Regions from separate parts of the Cricetulus griseus genome. Here region 2 is linked to region 1. A link is a contact called in public Hi-C data. All regions are on one chromosome and are shown on one strand. Each heading gives the region's core, a stretch centred on a gene start, on an enhancer-like site or on the middle of the called end of the contact. The rest is flanking DNA. Distances are from core to core; before and after follow the strand shown. Region 1 has its middle 39 kb from the start of Gtf2e1. Region 2 overlaps Stxbp5l (syntaxin-binding protein 5-like).

The links. A called contact is a pair of places that touch in the nucleus more often than the background predicts.
Region 2: a Hi-C map of the CHO-K1 cell line shows a contact between it and region 1, with 2.8 times the contacts expected there. The contact joins two enhancer-like sites. A contact is called at or near these places in 2 of 8 Hi-C or Micro-C datasets (the CHO-K1 cell line and fibroblasts).

The regions. Positions count from the first base shown.
Region 1 is chr4:52,559,269-52,567,002 of CriGri-PICRH-1.0, forward strand. No RefSeq gene overlaps it. Among named protein-coding and RNA genes, the nearest start is that of Gtf2e1, 39 kb to the left of the region's middle. Within about 2 kb of position 3,488, at least 2 of the 6 cell types and tissues checked have open chromatin away from gene starts, as enhancers often do. A contact at or near this core is called in the CHO-K1 cell line, where this site is marked.
Region 2 is chr4:52,883,900-52,891,633 of CriGri-PICRH-1.0, forward strand. It overlaps Stxbp5l (syntaxin-binding protein 5-like), which reads left to right. Exons shown (of 25, transcript XM_035444256.1): 23 at 383-494; 24 at 2,208-2,428; 25 at 2,963-3,928. The coding sequence ends at 3,004. Among named protein-coding and RNA genes, the nearest start is that of Polq, 99 kb to the right of the region's middle. Within about 2 kb of position 3,797, at least 1 of the 6 cell types and tissues checked has open chromatin away from gene starts, as enhancers often do. A contact at or near this core is called in the CHO-K1 cell line, where this site is marked.

The DNA of each region.
Region 1 (7,734 bases), core at 2,238-4,737:
TCGTAAATCAGATTTTAATTTAAATTAACATCCAGATCTCTTACCCTTTCCAACAGTCCCTATTTGATCTGGCCTCTAACTGCCTGCTTCTTCCACTAATTTCCTTGTTGAAAACTGAACTTGACTAGAGCATTTTTTTTTGCCTGCCTTAGGTCTTTGTCTAGTTAGTCTCTGTCTAAGACACTCCCCATTCTTGCTTGTCACATCACTCTTCAGCACAAATGCCACCTCTGAGAAACCAGTTTTCTGTTCTCCTGTCTATTTTATATTCTTCTGTTTTTTTTTTTTTATTTATTGCAATCTTAAAACTTGAAATAAGTGTCTGTTTTATGCCCGCTCCACCCCTCCCCAAAGGAGACTAAGTCACCAGAGGACAGGATACTAGCATATAGAATTAATTCTGCAGCAGAGTCTATACTCAGTAAGTGTTGAGTGGGGAGATGGGCAGATGAGTTAGCAGTAGGGGAATCTGACCTTTTCTGTACCGAAGCTGATCATTTTGTTCCTGCCTGAATTGCAAATTAGTTAATTATGTTCTTAATCAGATAATCATGCTCACTTGTGATTCATGGTGCCTAGGGCTCTGTCGGTAGGGGGTGCTGGAACACAGTTTCTGAGGCACAGCTAGACATCTTGAAGCTTTGGTTCTGGGAGCCATTAGCTTTAATGTTTGTGGAAAAGGAAGTTTAGTGATACTGGGGCTTCACTGTCTACACTTGAGATGTATCAGACCCAAATGGAAATATGCTATAACTGAATAGTATGCATGGTTGGAAGACTCCTATTGGGGAGTAATAGCACAATATAATTCTTAAATTTTAAAAAGTAACACTATCGATGTGTTGGGTTAAAGAAAGAATACTATTTTCCCTTCTTTTAAAGGGACTGTTAGAACTTTGAAAACACCATTAAGAGGTCACATTTGTAGCTTGCTTTGAGTATTTCTGTGGACATAGTCAAGTGTATTTTTTTAAGACTTTTTTTTAGTAATTGTGTGTGCACATGTGTGCTTACATATGTGGGTGGGTACCCATGGAGCTGGAGGCATTAGATCCTCCCTGGAACTGGAGTTATGGGTTGTTATGAGCCAGCTGGATGGGTGCTGGGAACCAAACTGGTCCTGTGCAAGAGCAGCAAGAGCTCTTAACTGCTGAGCCGGCTCCCCAGCCCTATAACCCTAGGTATTATACTTAGTGACAGCTGGTGGTTCCCATTCATACATTTTTGCCTGAAGGCTCTGCCACCCTTGCTCCTCCCATCATTCACCAGGAGAGTCACCTTTGTTTCGTGTGTTGGCTCCGTATTCTTGGAGACCTTAAAAGACTTTGTTGTGGGATATTTGTACATGGTGTGCGTTGTTGCAATTGGTATAATAAAAAGCTAAATGGCCAATAGCTAAGCAGGAGGTATAGGTGGAACTTCTGGCAGAGAGAGAGAGAGAGAGGAGGAGGAGGAGGAGGAGGAGGTGAGTCTAGGTGTGTGTGGTGCACCAACAAGACATGGAGGGAATCAGACATACAGAAAAGTAAAAAGCCATGAGGCAAAATGTAGATTAATATGAATGGGTTGATTTAATTTATAAGAGTTAGTGGAAGAAGCCTAAGCTAAGGCTGTGCTTTCATAATTAATGTAAGTCTCCATGCTGGTATTTGGGAGATGGCTGGTGAGTGAAACAAAGACTTATAGGACTTTGTTTGTGCTTTATTCTTTCCCCTTAGGGATGGAATGGGGGAGTTTGGCAGAAGCATTGTTAAGAATGTGACAGATTCTTCACCATCCAATTGCATGATACTGGGAAAGGGCTGTTTTCTTTGTAATAAAGGAAGCCATGCCGCAAGTGGAGGAGCTGAGAGGCAAACTCACTGGGACAGTTGGGAGTCCCCTGGGCTAATCTACATGTAACATACTAATACATATTATAAGTTACATTGTTCCCATGATTTCCATGAAACTTCACCCCATGTCTTGAGAGCCAAGGCCCTCTGCTTCTTGCTCACTGCAGTACAGTTCACTTCCCAGGCTCAGAGCCTGGCATGTAGGTGATAGCCACCAGTATGTATTGGCTGAATGAATAAACAATTATAAGGCAGATTCTCCAGGCTACAAATAAGCTATGACCCTTTCATATGCATTTTTTCTTTCTGTCATCGCATACCTGATGTCTGTGATACTAATTTGTGTTATCTGTCCACACCTTCCTTTTTAAAGGGGCATTTTTACAAATGACATTTTCCCAGCAAGTGTTTAAACTACTTTGCCAAAAGTTGTCTTACAAATGCATCCGATTTTAGGCTTGCACGTGAATTTATTTCATGTATGCGAAGGTAATCCTTTAAGGAGAAAATTGTATCAACAACAAAGCTTGAACTATTTTCTTCCTTCAGTTTGTGCTTTATTTCATTTATTTACTTTTCACAGCACTGGAGAATTGACCCCTGGCCTGGGTCTGGTGCATGATGCTAAGCAAGCATTCTGCCACTGAGCTACATTCTCAGCCCTTCCTTTCATTTTCTTTTTTAAATCAACTAAGAATTTAACTTCTCTTATAATAAAATTGGTGGGTTTGTACTGGTCTTCATGTTGTCAAAGATGCAGATGCTTGCCTTGTCTTGACAAATAATTATTGAATGCTGATGTCTTGTCCTTTCCCATCAGTTAGAGAAAAGGCAAAGGTAAGAGGACATTGTATCTGTCAGTTGAGTCAGTGTACTGTTTATGGTAAAATTCGTGTGTGACATAAAATTAATTGTGTAACACTAAAAACTTCAGTGGAATCTAGTATATTCATAATATTCTGTAACCAACACTATCTAGTTCATTGTGCTGTTTCTATCCAAAAGGAAACCCAGTACAAACTGGGTGCTCTCTCTCTCTCTGTCTCTCTCTGTGTGTCTCTGTCTCTCTCTCTCTCTTCTTTCTCAGTTTAAAACCTTTACTTTTAAATTGGGATTACAATACTTGAATGATGGAAATCAAATGAAGGCACCCAAAGGATTGCTGCTTCATGGAATTTTATAAGCTTTAAAATACAGATACACTGTTATATATTTATGAGTTTGATATATGACAAATGTGAAATCACTGATGCACAAAGGAGAAGAACATATTACTGAAATAAATGGTGCTGAGATAATTAGTTTACATTTTTTCTAAGAATATGAGTTATGTTTTATTTATGTTCTACTTGGTAAATAAAATTATTTCTATTTTTGTTTTTGTTTTTTTGTCACATAGGTCTTTATTGATTCTTAGGGGATTTCACACCATGCCCTCCAATCCCACTCATCTCCCAGTCCCTCCATGTCTGCCCCCCAACCCTGCAGCGTCCCTCCCAAAATTAATTCAAAACAAACAAAATCACCTTGCTTCTCCATCTTTCTGGCCTCCCCAGCAGCTCTTCACTTGTCCTTGTGGCATTGGGAGCTTCGGTGTGTCATGACAGTATACCCCTTGTGCAATCAGTCCCGCCTGCAGATGTTCACTGCAGTGAGTCATTGGTCTGGTTCAAGGCCTCTGGCCTCTGGCCTCTGGCACACCATCATCTCTGTTCTCTCCCTGAAACTCCCCTCAGGCACTGAAACTCCTCTGTTGCCCCGAGTCATGGAGATCCTGCAGTTACCACTCTGCAGGACCAGTCCTTTTATGCGCTCCAGCAGGTCATAGGTGGGGTAGACATTAGAGTCAACTCGAGGCTTCATCTCCTTTGTTACTTGGTGACTCCGTTTAGACTTATTTCATGTATGTATATATTTTAAGAAGCTTCCACTGTATGAGGTTTCCATATGATCCCCCAAATGGCCCTTAGTTTTAGCTGTCCTTCCCTAGTTTTCTACTTACCCTTCATCTGTCCTCTGATTTGTAACTACCTATTCTATTTCCCCGTCATAGGGGGATCCATCCCTGTACCCTATTTTATTACTCTACACCTAACCTCTGTAAGTTCTAGGGATTGTTCGCTTTCTTTTGAAGATGTAATAGCTAACATCTACATAAGCAAATAATATCATATTTGTCTTTCTAGGTCTGGGTTACCTCATTCAGGATGATTTTTTAGCTCCACCCATTAGCCTGTGTATTTCATATTTTTTAAATGACGGAGTAACATTCCATTGTGTAAATGTACCACATTTTCTTTATCTACTTATCCACAAATAGACATCTAGGTGGCTTCCTGTTTCTGGCTATTTTGAATAGAGCAGCAATGAACATGGTTGTGCAAGTGTCTCTGTAGGAGAATTTTGAAACATCCTTTAGGTATAGGACCAAGAGTGGTATAGCTGAACCTTTTTTTTTTTTTTTTTTTTTTTTTTGGTTTTTCGAGACAGGGTTTCTCTGTGTAGCTTTGGAGCCTATCCTGGCACTCACTCTGGAGACCAGGCTGGCCTCGAACTCACAGAGATCTGCCTGCCTCTGCCTCCCGAGTGCTGGGATTAAAGGTGTGTGCCACCAACACCCGGCTTGGTATAGCTGAATCTTAAGGTAGATTTAGTCTCGGCTTCATTAGAAACTGCCACACTGTTTTCAGCAGTAGCTGTGCAATTTTGCACTCCCACCAACAGTGGATGAGTGTACCCCTTATATCCTCACCAGCATGAGCTGTCTATTTTATTATTTTTGCCCATTCTGACTGGGTGTAAGATGATATCTCAGAGTAGTTTTGATTTGCGCTTCCGTAATGACTATGGATGTTGATAATTTCTTTAAATGTTTCTCAGCCATTTATGTTTTCTTCTTTTGAAAATTATCTGTTTAGATCTGTACTCTGTTTTTTAATTGGGTTGTTTTGTTTTCTGGATGTACATTTTTTTTAGTTTTTTTATATATTTTAAATATTAGCCCTCTATTGGATTGTAGTTTGAAAAAAAAAAACTTTTCCCATTCTGTAGCTTGACAGTTTGTCTGAATAATGGTGTCTTTTGTCATACAGGAGCTCTTCGTTTACATTTATTGATTGTCCACCTTTGTACCTGTGTTACTAGTGTTCTGTTCAGAAAGTCTTTTCCTGTGCCAGTGAGTTCAAGAATATTTTATTAATGAACTAAACTGTGTATGATTTGCTATGTTTAATCTCTCAGTATAACATCCTTACAACTTTTACACATTGGAGCATATGTCAAAATCTCATTCTTTTTATGGCTGATTGGTGTTAATATTGTGACTGTATGTCTGTGTCCCTCTCTTCAGCTGTAGATGGACATCTAGACGGTGTTTCTGTTTTGAACTTTTGTGAACAGTCCTGCTCTGCGCATTTGTGTATGGATATTAAGTACCTGCTCTCATAGGTAGCCTGGGCAGGTGGTCTTGTATTAAAGTTGTAACTAAGTAGAAGCAAAAAAGCAAGCCAGTAAGAATTCCTCCATGGTGTCTGCTTCTGCCTCCAGGTTCCTGCTTGAGCTCCCATCTTGGCTTCCCTCAGTGATGGGCTGCAACTTGGAATTGTAAGAGGCAACAAACCCTTTCTTCCCCTAGTTGCTTTTGGTCATGTTGATTAATCAGGGCAACAGAAAGCAAACTAGGATAGATATAAGCCTATGATTTGTAGGTTTATACAGTAATGCTATTTGTGTACTATTTCTTTTAAAAATAGTCTCTCTTCCTACACTCTCTGCAGCAATTACTGTCAATCAGTGGGGGGGTAAGTAGCCAGGGAATAGTAGCCAAGGTGTCTATTTTGGCTGTGGTGGTCCCAAGAGAACACCGTTGCTTGCTGGCAATAGCTGCAGAGGGCAGGTTAAGAGATGGGGATTCATGAGTTTTCAATCTCCTTCCCCTCAAAGGAATTCACTTCTCTACATTCCCCACAATCACTCCTAGGACTCAGCTCATAAGTTAAAATCTAGACTTAGCCTGGTCTCCCAGTTCCTTTATCTAGAGCTGTGGTGTCTGCTCCAATTCTGTCACAGTCTTGCCTTCAAGTCCAGGGTCAGAGGTGGCTTACATCTTCCTTTGGCTTAGCATGGAGGTGAGGCCCGTTCATCTGGACATGTTTGGAACTGGACCAGTGTCAGGGGCGGTGGTGATGGCAGTTGTCAGCATCCAGAAGGTGGATCCAGAGCTAAGCTGCCTCTCACAGTATTGCTCAGCATGAAGTCAGCTTTAATCAGCCCTCTCCCACTGGCTTCCAGAGGGAAAGGCTGGCAGCTTTTCATTTCAGGGGACTGACCTACCTGGGAGGTCTGAAGAATGTTCTGACAGCATTCCAAGAGAATCCTTCCCTGCTGCTCTGGGCCTGCATGCAGGCATAATGTACATGTAGGAGGGTTAGAGGAAAGGCAAGACAGAGTGGGTGGAGAGGACCAACTGTGAGGTGTGTGTCAATCACATCTCACATCTTTTTGACAGGCTGTAACTGTTAACTTTAGTGATCATTTGCTTTTTTTTCCCATGGAGACTCGTTAGACTGTAAAATTATTATAGCATCTCCACATTTCCACATCTCCAGCAACAGCAAGCTTCCTAGTTCCTTCCTGCTGATGCAGCCTTCTAACCCCAGGTCCTTGCTCAGTGCACCTTACCCTACCCCACCTGCAGAATACCCACCAAGCAGAGAACTAAATGAATGTATGTGACCGTGACAGCTCTCCCCCTCCCAAGCTTAGTTCTCAAAGTGTATGGTGAGCCATCTTAGGGACTTTTAAATATGTTGTTATCCACCCCTTCTTTCACGGGGCGGGGGAGGGGGGATCTGCTTCATGGGTGTTGGATACACTGTGGCTCCTTCTCACAAATTGCAGTTGCTAAGTCCCTTTTGGAACTTGCCTTTCTCCTAAGTGATACTTTCTCTGGGTCGGCTCTTCCCTTGACATTTCCCCTCCTCTCTTCTGAATCCTCCACAGGCATCCATCACACCCTGCAGTCAGCTCTTCAGACCTGTTCCTGTATGGCTGTTTTTCACTTGCTCCCCATGGTGTGTTTCCTTCCCCATTCTTCATGCACGTGGTGCCACAAGCTCATTGTCTGTCTTGCAGAGATCATTTCAGAGAGGGGTGTATGATTCAGGCCAGAGAGCAGGAGCTCCCTGGGGATACTAGTTGAAATGAGCCCTTTTTCTGCAAGGGCTGCTCCACTGGTGGAGTATAATAGGTAGCTGCTAAGGGCAAGCTCTACCACTGATCCAGGACAACCGGCCTGAAAATAAAACCAACAGACAGACTGGCAGGAGCTCAGCGTGGAGAAAGAAAAATTCCAGCGTTAATACCATACCCAAGTCCCTTGCCACACTTGCAGGCATGTTTACCTTTGCTAGTACTTCTAGAATGTGACCCAATACATCTTATTTTATTCTTAGGCCAGTTTGAGTGGCTCTCTGTCTTACGTTGGTCCTATCATTCCATGCATATGCCAAACCTCTTACCATCTCATTCCATCCCCTTTCTTCAGCTGAAGAGACAAGCTGAAAGATGTTTTGGATGATTTGCCCATGTCGTGGTAATTATGTCACTGCTGAGACCTACACCTAAGATCCTGACTGCAGAGCGAACGGGAGATGCTGCCTTCCCCTGGGTAGAAACGGGGCTCTGATGTCAACTTACACTGTCTTCTCCCGTGGAGACCTGGAGATGGCTCTGCTCTAACCCCTGTGGGTCCACGGGGAGTGAAGCTTGGTCTTTATCTCAGGATCTCTTTCCAAATGGCTGTCTTACACTTTCCATCATCTGGATTGGTTTAATGATCTGTGCCAACCAGCCCAAGTCTTTTTAACTGCTGTGGGTCACTTGTAAAGGATGTACCCCA
Region 2 (7,734 bases), core at 2,547-5,046, 320 kb after region 1:
TGTTCCCCTTTCTCCACATCCTCTCCAGCATAAGTTATCATTGGTGTTTTTGATTTTAGCCATTCTGACAGGAGTAAGATGGTATCTTAGAATTGTTTTGGTTTGCATTTCCCTGATGGCTAAAGATGTTGAGCACTTTCTTATGTGTCTTTCAGCCATTTTTAGATCCTCTACTGAGAATTCTCTATTTAGTTCTGTACCCCACTTTTTAATTGGATTATTTGGTGTTTTGGAAACTAGCTTCTGTAAGGCAAAGGACACAGTCAGCAAGACAAAATGGCAGCCCACAGAATGGGAAAAGATATTCACCAACCCCATATCCAACAGAGGGCTGATCTCCAAAATTTACAAAGAACTAATACTCTTTTCTTAATTGGTACAGGACATGTTAGGCGATTTGTTTACTCCCATAGAAACACCAGAAGCTCAAAATAGAGGCTTTCTCAAGGGACTATTTGGTGGAAGTGGACAGACATTTGACAGAGAAGAGCTCTGTGAGTAAATTTCTTATTATAAAAATCCATCACAAAATAGAAGACCTGTTTGTGTATGTGTGTGTGTGTGATGTTTAATGTTCTATATCTCAAATTCTAGACAAAAGTGCTTTCGTTTCTATATTAAAGTTTATATATTATTTTTCTTGTATTTTGAAAATTATTATATTTATTAAACATAAATAAAAGTATTCATTATATTAGGAAATAATTAACCACAAGTTATATATGTTGATTTCAATATGCATATATATTATATATACAATATAATGTACAATTATATATGTATTTCAATATATATATTTCAAATAAAAAATGAGCAAGCTAATAAGCATTCCAGTTGTAGATAGGTCCTAACTCCATGGACTGTTGATAGTATTTGGCTTTTTAACTCTGAAAAAGCATTTTAGTCTGCTTTCTTATAACCACTGCTAAAAATGGATGCTTTATTCATAAAGCAAGTGTATTGGAGCCATAGGAAAAAAACTAGTTTGAAAATCTACCAGTGAGGCTCTGATGAGCAGTAATCAAAAAGAAATAGGAAATACTAAAAAACATTTTCAGAGGACACATAAAAATAAAATTTTCAGACAATGCTCCCAACCATGTGGTCTTGCATATCAAAATTCCCTTTCTCTTGAATCTGTAACTGTGCAAAAAGACATATGTACCACCCTATAGTTTATTATTATTTTAGCCAAAAAAGAGAATAATGTGTTACATGTGGCAATATAGAACTTCACAAATAGCATGCTAAATTAGAGAGACCAGACCAAAAAGGAGCCACATATTATATGATTCCCACTCATATAAATTGTCCAGAATAGGCAAACTCATGGTTACTAAAAGTTAGTGGGTGCCTGAGGCTGGGGTAAAGAGATAATAGGGAGTGGTTGTGAATGAGTTTGGGGTTTCATTTGGCATAATGAAAATATTATAAAATCAGGTAGTAGTTGAGTTATACAACTTTATGAGACATTAAAAACCAGTGACTTAATTACATGCTTTACTAATGGTATGTCAATTAGATATCAATCAGGATCTTATTTTCCAAAGCTTAGGTTCTTTCCCAATGTGACATTACCAAAAATATTCACTAAATTTCTGACTTAGTGTTAGGCCAAGTAAGAGACCCCATCTCAGAAAACATGATGCGGCCAGCAAGATGGCTCAGCCAGTGGAGGTACTTGTCACCAAACCTAATAATTTGAGTTCATGGCATGAACTAAGACCACTTCCATAACACACACACACACACACACACACACTAAGACCACTTCCATAACACACACACACACACACACACACACACACACACACACACACGTGCATGCCATAATCATTCAATCATTTTTTTTAAGAAAAAAATGAAGGTGGACAACACCTGAGGAACAGCACCTGAGATTAACCTCCACATACAGGGTCATACATGTGCATATACACAGACACTTGAACACATACACACATTGGAAGTTCAGTCTCATATACATACCACATATACACAAAGACACATGATAATCATATCTCCCAGTTTCACCCTTAGGCATTTTTCTTAAGTGCTCATATCTTTAACACATGCACATATATGTGACAAAACACATATTATGACAGTAGTAGAAATTTATCAAAGGGTTTTGTTTTGTTTTTTTGTCTTGGAGGACATCTTGACTATGAATTACTGACACTTTACATTTCTTTGGCTTAAATTCTCAGTTGGAGAAGCTACAGCAGGAAAAGCATCCCGAAGCCTTGCACAGCACATTCCTGGACCAGGAAGTATAGAAGGGATGAAAGGCGCTGCTGGAGGGGTGATGGGAGAGCTTACCCGAGCCCGAATTGCACTTGATGAGAGAGGGCAACGGCTGGGCGAGCTGGAAGAGAAGACTGCAGGGATGATGACCAGTGCAGAAGCATTTTCCAAACATGCACATGAGGTAAAGTGCCCAAGTAAATACAGGCGTCTTCATAATGTAGCTACTGGAAACACTTGAGTCCTGTATAATGAAGCCTAGGCAGAGGCACCATGTGACCTGAATCCCTGGAGTACTATAGTCTCCCTACTCAGGGAGATTAAGAAAATAAGCTGCATTAAGTTGAGACTCCTTTAACTTGGGGTATAATGTATTGATTCATTCTGATTCAGTAGGTCTGTAGTTTGTATCACCTGCTTGAAAGGTGCACAGGGAGATTTTATGAATCCTCCCCCCAAAAAAAAATCAGTAAAGGCTAGAATTCACATCTTTCATTTTGTCTGTCGTTAACATTTCCCATCAGCTAAGTTTGGACAGCTTAAGTATTTGTTTTTAAGCTTGTCTCACGTGCACTTTGTTCCACAAAGTAAGAGGCCATACAGTTTTATTACATTTTGATACTTAACCAAATATCCATGATTAACTCACTATTGATTTTCTGAATAGCACTTTTAAGATTTTTGTAGCATCTTTTGATTGCTATTTTTCTCTTTCCAGTTAATGCTGAAATACAAGGATAAGAAATGGTACCAGTTCTAACCATCTAAAGAAGCTGTGACTGCTTTGAGAAACCATTATTCAGGGAAACCAAATTTATTCCCAGCATCACTATTCAACTGCTAGAAACCAGTTTCTTCTACAAAATGTTTCATTAGAGCCCATCTGAAGTTATCCTAAGGAGGCGTACCCAAGGCAAAGCCGCTGTACACCATGCAAGCTGGAACCCCGGTTACAATCCCAAGATAATGGCTGAATTTGTCTTTTCCCCATGTGGAATGGACGTTATCATCTTGGCATATAATTTGCTAAGAATTTGTGTTTGGAAACTATTGGGGAGTCCTTTTGATTTGAAATTTCCTGTACAAAAAAAAAAGCATTAATGCACTTAATGAAAAAAATCTTTGCATGATAAATTAATATCTTAAGAGGAAAAGAAACAAAAGCATGTTATAACAGAAGAAAAAAGGATTTATGGTAAACTACTTTTATGAATTGGGCCACACCCAACAGTTTAAAAATCTGCATTAGAAGATAACAGTGCATTTCAAGTGTATCTGCCATACCCAACCAAAAAGGAATCAAAACAAACCCAGAATTTTTTTTTTTCATCTGAAACTTCCCTTAGTATACTAGGACATTACCTACCAAATTCTTCCTAGCAAAAATCTGATTAACATTTTTCTCTCTTCATAGGGTTTCACATCATTTACAGCTCTCACTCATAATCAAGTTCTGCCAGGATAGTGAAGTATTCACAACTCTTCTTTCTATTTCTGTCACCCTCAGGATGAACCTGTGGTTTTAGTCCTCAGCCGAACAGGGCTGAGTCACCTCCCAGCATTCCTTCAGCTTGGTTTGTAGTCTACAGAGGAGTTGGCGATAGGTTTGCAGGCACTAGATGACAGGAACAATGCAGTTAGTTTTGAGAACTGATTTCACAAGGAGTGGAATTTCACATACCCCCATTTCAGTTTCCAAATCAATATATTTTTAAAGCATCATTTGTATCCTTATCTGAAAGTTACACAGTATATTACTGTTCAAACCCAGTAGGGTCTACAACCCCAAGATGCTTTATGCAGCCTGACAGTCACAGACCAAACTGGTCGTTCTTGTCGATGTGATTCAGGAAAACCTCAGTTAATGTTCTGGGAAAGAGTTACTACATTCTGATTCATAAGGGCTTCATTAGAAAATACTTTGGGGTTCAACACTTACTAATGGGAACCTTTATGAAATCCAGTGGTGGTTTAGCTATGTTGGCCACAGTTATCATGAATAACACAAATCCATAGATAATTTAACAATACAAACTCGATAATTTTGTCACTAGATTGACTAATATAAGTCACAGGAATGTGGCAGTAAATACCAAACACCTTCTTAAAAACTCTCCGAGGTAAAGACCAGCTGTAGCATGATAAAATGATCTGCCATAACCCAATGGAGAGGCACTACAAGGAAGCATAGATGACAACTCCTACTCATGCTATTGAACATGCTTGGAAGTCAGAATCATAGGACTCACCTGACAGTGTGTCATTCCTATTTTTAAAATCTTAAATTATGTGATTGATTGATTGATTTACTGAATTTTGGTGATTTGAGATCTTGCTGGGTTTACATTTGGGTTTAAAACATCACCATTTCCTTGAATCCAGCTTCATAGGCAAAATTATTATTTTTCATTGGTTTCATATTTTTTATTTGAAATGGTGCTTCCTTTAAATTATTCTCAGTAACTTTGAAATGAGAGCAGAAGTGATTAAAAGAGCCAGAAAATACACACTAGAGTAGCATTTCTCAGAATCCTAGAATTTTGGTTTCTTAATAATATCTCTCTGTAAATCCACTTCCTGCTATAGTGTTAACATAAGATTAGTTGGCTTGGAAATACAGATAATCCACATATTTATATGGTAAAAATATTAATGGAATTTAAGGCCAGGACCTGGAAAACATTGGCAGCCAAATTGCAACACACAATTTATACTATATGTTTTAAGGGCCCAAGTCTCTGATTTTTTTGATACTTCAACATTTCTACATTTTAAAATGGCCTAAAAGAATGAGATAGTTCCTTTGTTTTGAAGTAGCAAAATTCATCCCAAAGTAGCATTGAATTCAATGACTATCTCTGAAACTCCCAGGAATATTTACTTGTTTTAGAGATATAGCTCAGGGTAGAGTGCTTGCCCACCATGTTCAAAACTCTGGGTTCAATCCTCAAGAACATACATACACAAACAAATTTACTTGTTCTATACCAAGAGCTCTCAATAGCAGCATCATTAGCACAGTTTTTTTTAGAGTATTGCGGTATGCTAATAGTACCCTTGGCTTCTGCCTTCTAGATGCCATTAGGAACCTCCTAGTAATGACAGTGAAAAAAAAAAAAAGACAAAATTGCTTCCAGTTGAGAGCTACTATTTTACATCATTTAAAGAGAAAGACTGTGAAATACATAATGTATGTTTTTACAGAAAACAGCATATAATAAGAGCACATTGTCTTAGCAAGAGAAGTCCCACCCAAAATTATATGTGTGATTCAGATACAATAGAGCTCAATTTTGAAGAATCAGTGAGATAACAGTTGCAGACTATTTCAAAGCACACAGAGAATATATCAAAAGGAGACAGCCACATTTTACAATAGACATGCTCAAAATTCTGGCTTCAGCAAATATATATATGTATAAATAGACATCATTTGGAGTAGGTGCTTCTGTGATGCTTGAAAAGAACAAGTTCTCATAAATGTTTAAAGCTTAAATGTGCTTACAAAATTGTTGCCAAGCCCTTTCTTAAGGGTAACTCATCCCACGAATCAATGGTTGGCAGAATCCAAATTAATGAGGTTCTACTGTATCAAAATTATTTTTATAATTCAAAGAGATAGCAATAACAATAATTTAACCATGGATGTGATTTTCCTCTTTGAGCATTTCTATTGTGTTGCATTAACCTTGCACGCACGCACACACACACACACACACACACACACACACACACACTCAGCACCACTACCACCACCGCCATTTTGCCATCATTGCTATCTTAGGGAAAAGAGTAGTGTTATACATGTAACCTTTTGCATTTTCTCATCTCTCTTCTGTCTTGGACCATAAGCAAAACCACTTCCAGAAACTTTAATAGTGCTGCAGAAGGTGGCCGAGTCTCAGTTACCATCAAATCACATTGTATCTCTGAGGTGGCATCAGAAGATAAGGCTTGCACCATCTGCACAAGGTGACTTTACCTCCTGGTTTTTTCCTCAACAGAGAAGCCCTTAGAGTTCCAGCAGAAAACAGACCTTCCATCCTGTTCATCAACCATATAAAGAAGATGTGTGTGTTTCCCTGGTTCTAACAGTAATGTAAGCAATGGTCTCACCACGAAACTGTCCATTTGTCCTGGAGTTTGGGTAGAGGGTGATTGACTTGTCACTTATTCAATCCACTGAAAGTACTATGTGTCGGACTTGCTTCTACACTTCACCATGGGGGCCATTGTGTGTTGTGTGATTTCAGCTTCAGTGACAAAACTGAGATGTTTCCCAGCAATTCCGTCATAGGAACATTTCTAAATCTTTTGGAATTGATTCTCAATAAAATCTAGGTCTCTGACTCTCAAAAATTTAAAGAGACTTTAAACTATAAGTTCCCTTTTATATGATCCACCAATACCATTTTAAAGGTATCATTTACCCATTGTCTGTGATAGTTTGAAAAAATAGAATAAGATGAGGTCCAAGATTGATTAAAGATTAAGCTGTTCTTTGAAATACTTAGCTATCAGACATTTGGACAGATGGAATGAAGCTAGCCTGGAAAGGGAAACTATTAGGATATTCTTTGTGTTTCAAACTTTCTTGGGTGAGAGTGCAAACCCTGTTCTCTGACCACTCTGGTTCATTGAGTGCAGTGACAAAAGCCAGCATGTCAGGTCAAGTCTTGCTGTCTGTGTTAGGAAAAACACCAGCTTCACTGCTTCTTCACCTGTCTCTCAGCCTCATCTTAGGTGGTAGCATTGTGTATGCACACACTGCTCAGAGTGCCTGAGATAATTGTCACCAACTTAGGTTGAGCATTGGCTCTCATATGCAAGATTGTAGAAAGCATCGTTGCTAAAAAGTTTAGTATTCTTATCTACAGACCACATAGCCCTGGATGTAAGAAATAGGGGAGGTCACATCTAGACACAGGGGAGAAGGTGAGCATGGTGGGGGAGTGGGGGTGTGGGAAGGGATATGAGAGTCTGAGGGAAGTGAGGTTTTGATGCAACCAGAGCACAGGGTAATGCCTGTGTTTGCATCTTTTTTTGGCTTGTATCTTTTTAAGTACAGCCTTGGCAGTACATAACAATCATTTGAGATTTTTAAATTCCCAATGATTTCAAGATGTCTTAACATCAGTATTTTTGAAAGCCCTAAAAGTGGGTCCGTGTCCAGCCAAAGTCGCTAAGCACTGCTTTATGACCAACTAAAAGATTCTTGTCTTCCTGGGCTGATATTTTAGCCCCTTCTAAGGGATCAGGAAAGGCAGACTGTAAGAGATTCAGCCTTGTCTTGCTTGGCATTTATTCTGTGCCTCTCACAGAACAAAAGTGAGTGCACATTTCTAATGAGGCAGCTTGACTAATTCTTTGAAACTCTATAATTTTATTCTGTGTGACTTGATCTTTAGTTATTTTAAGTCAAAGTGTAAGTTTTGACTGTCTTTTACATAAGGTACCAGAAATATCACCATAGTTCAGCAGTATATAAAG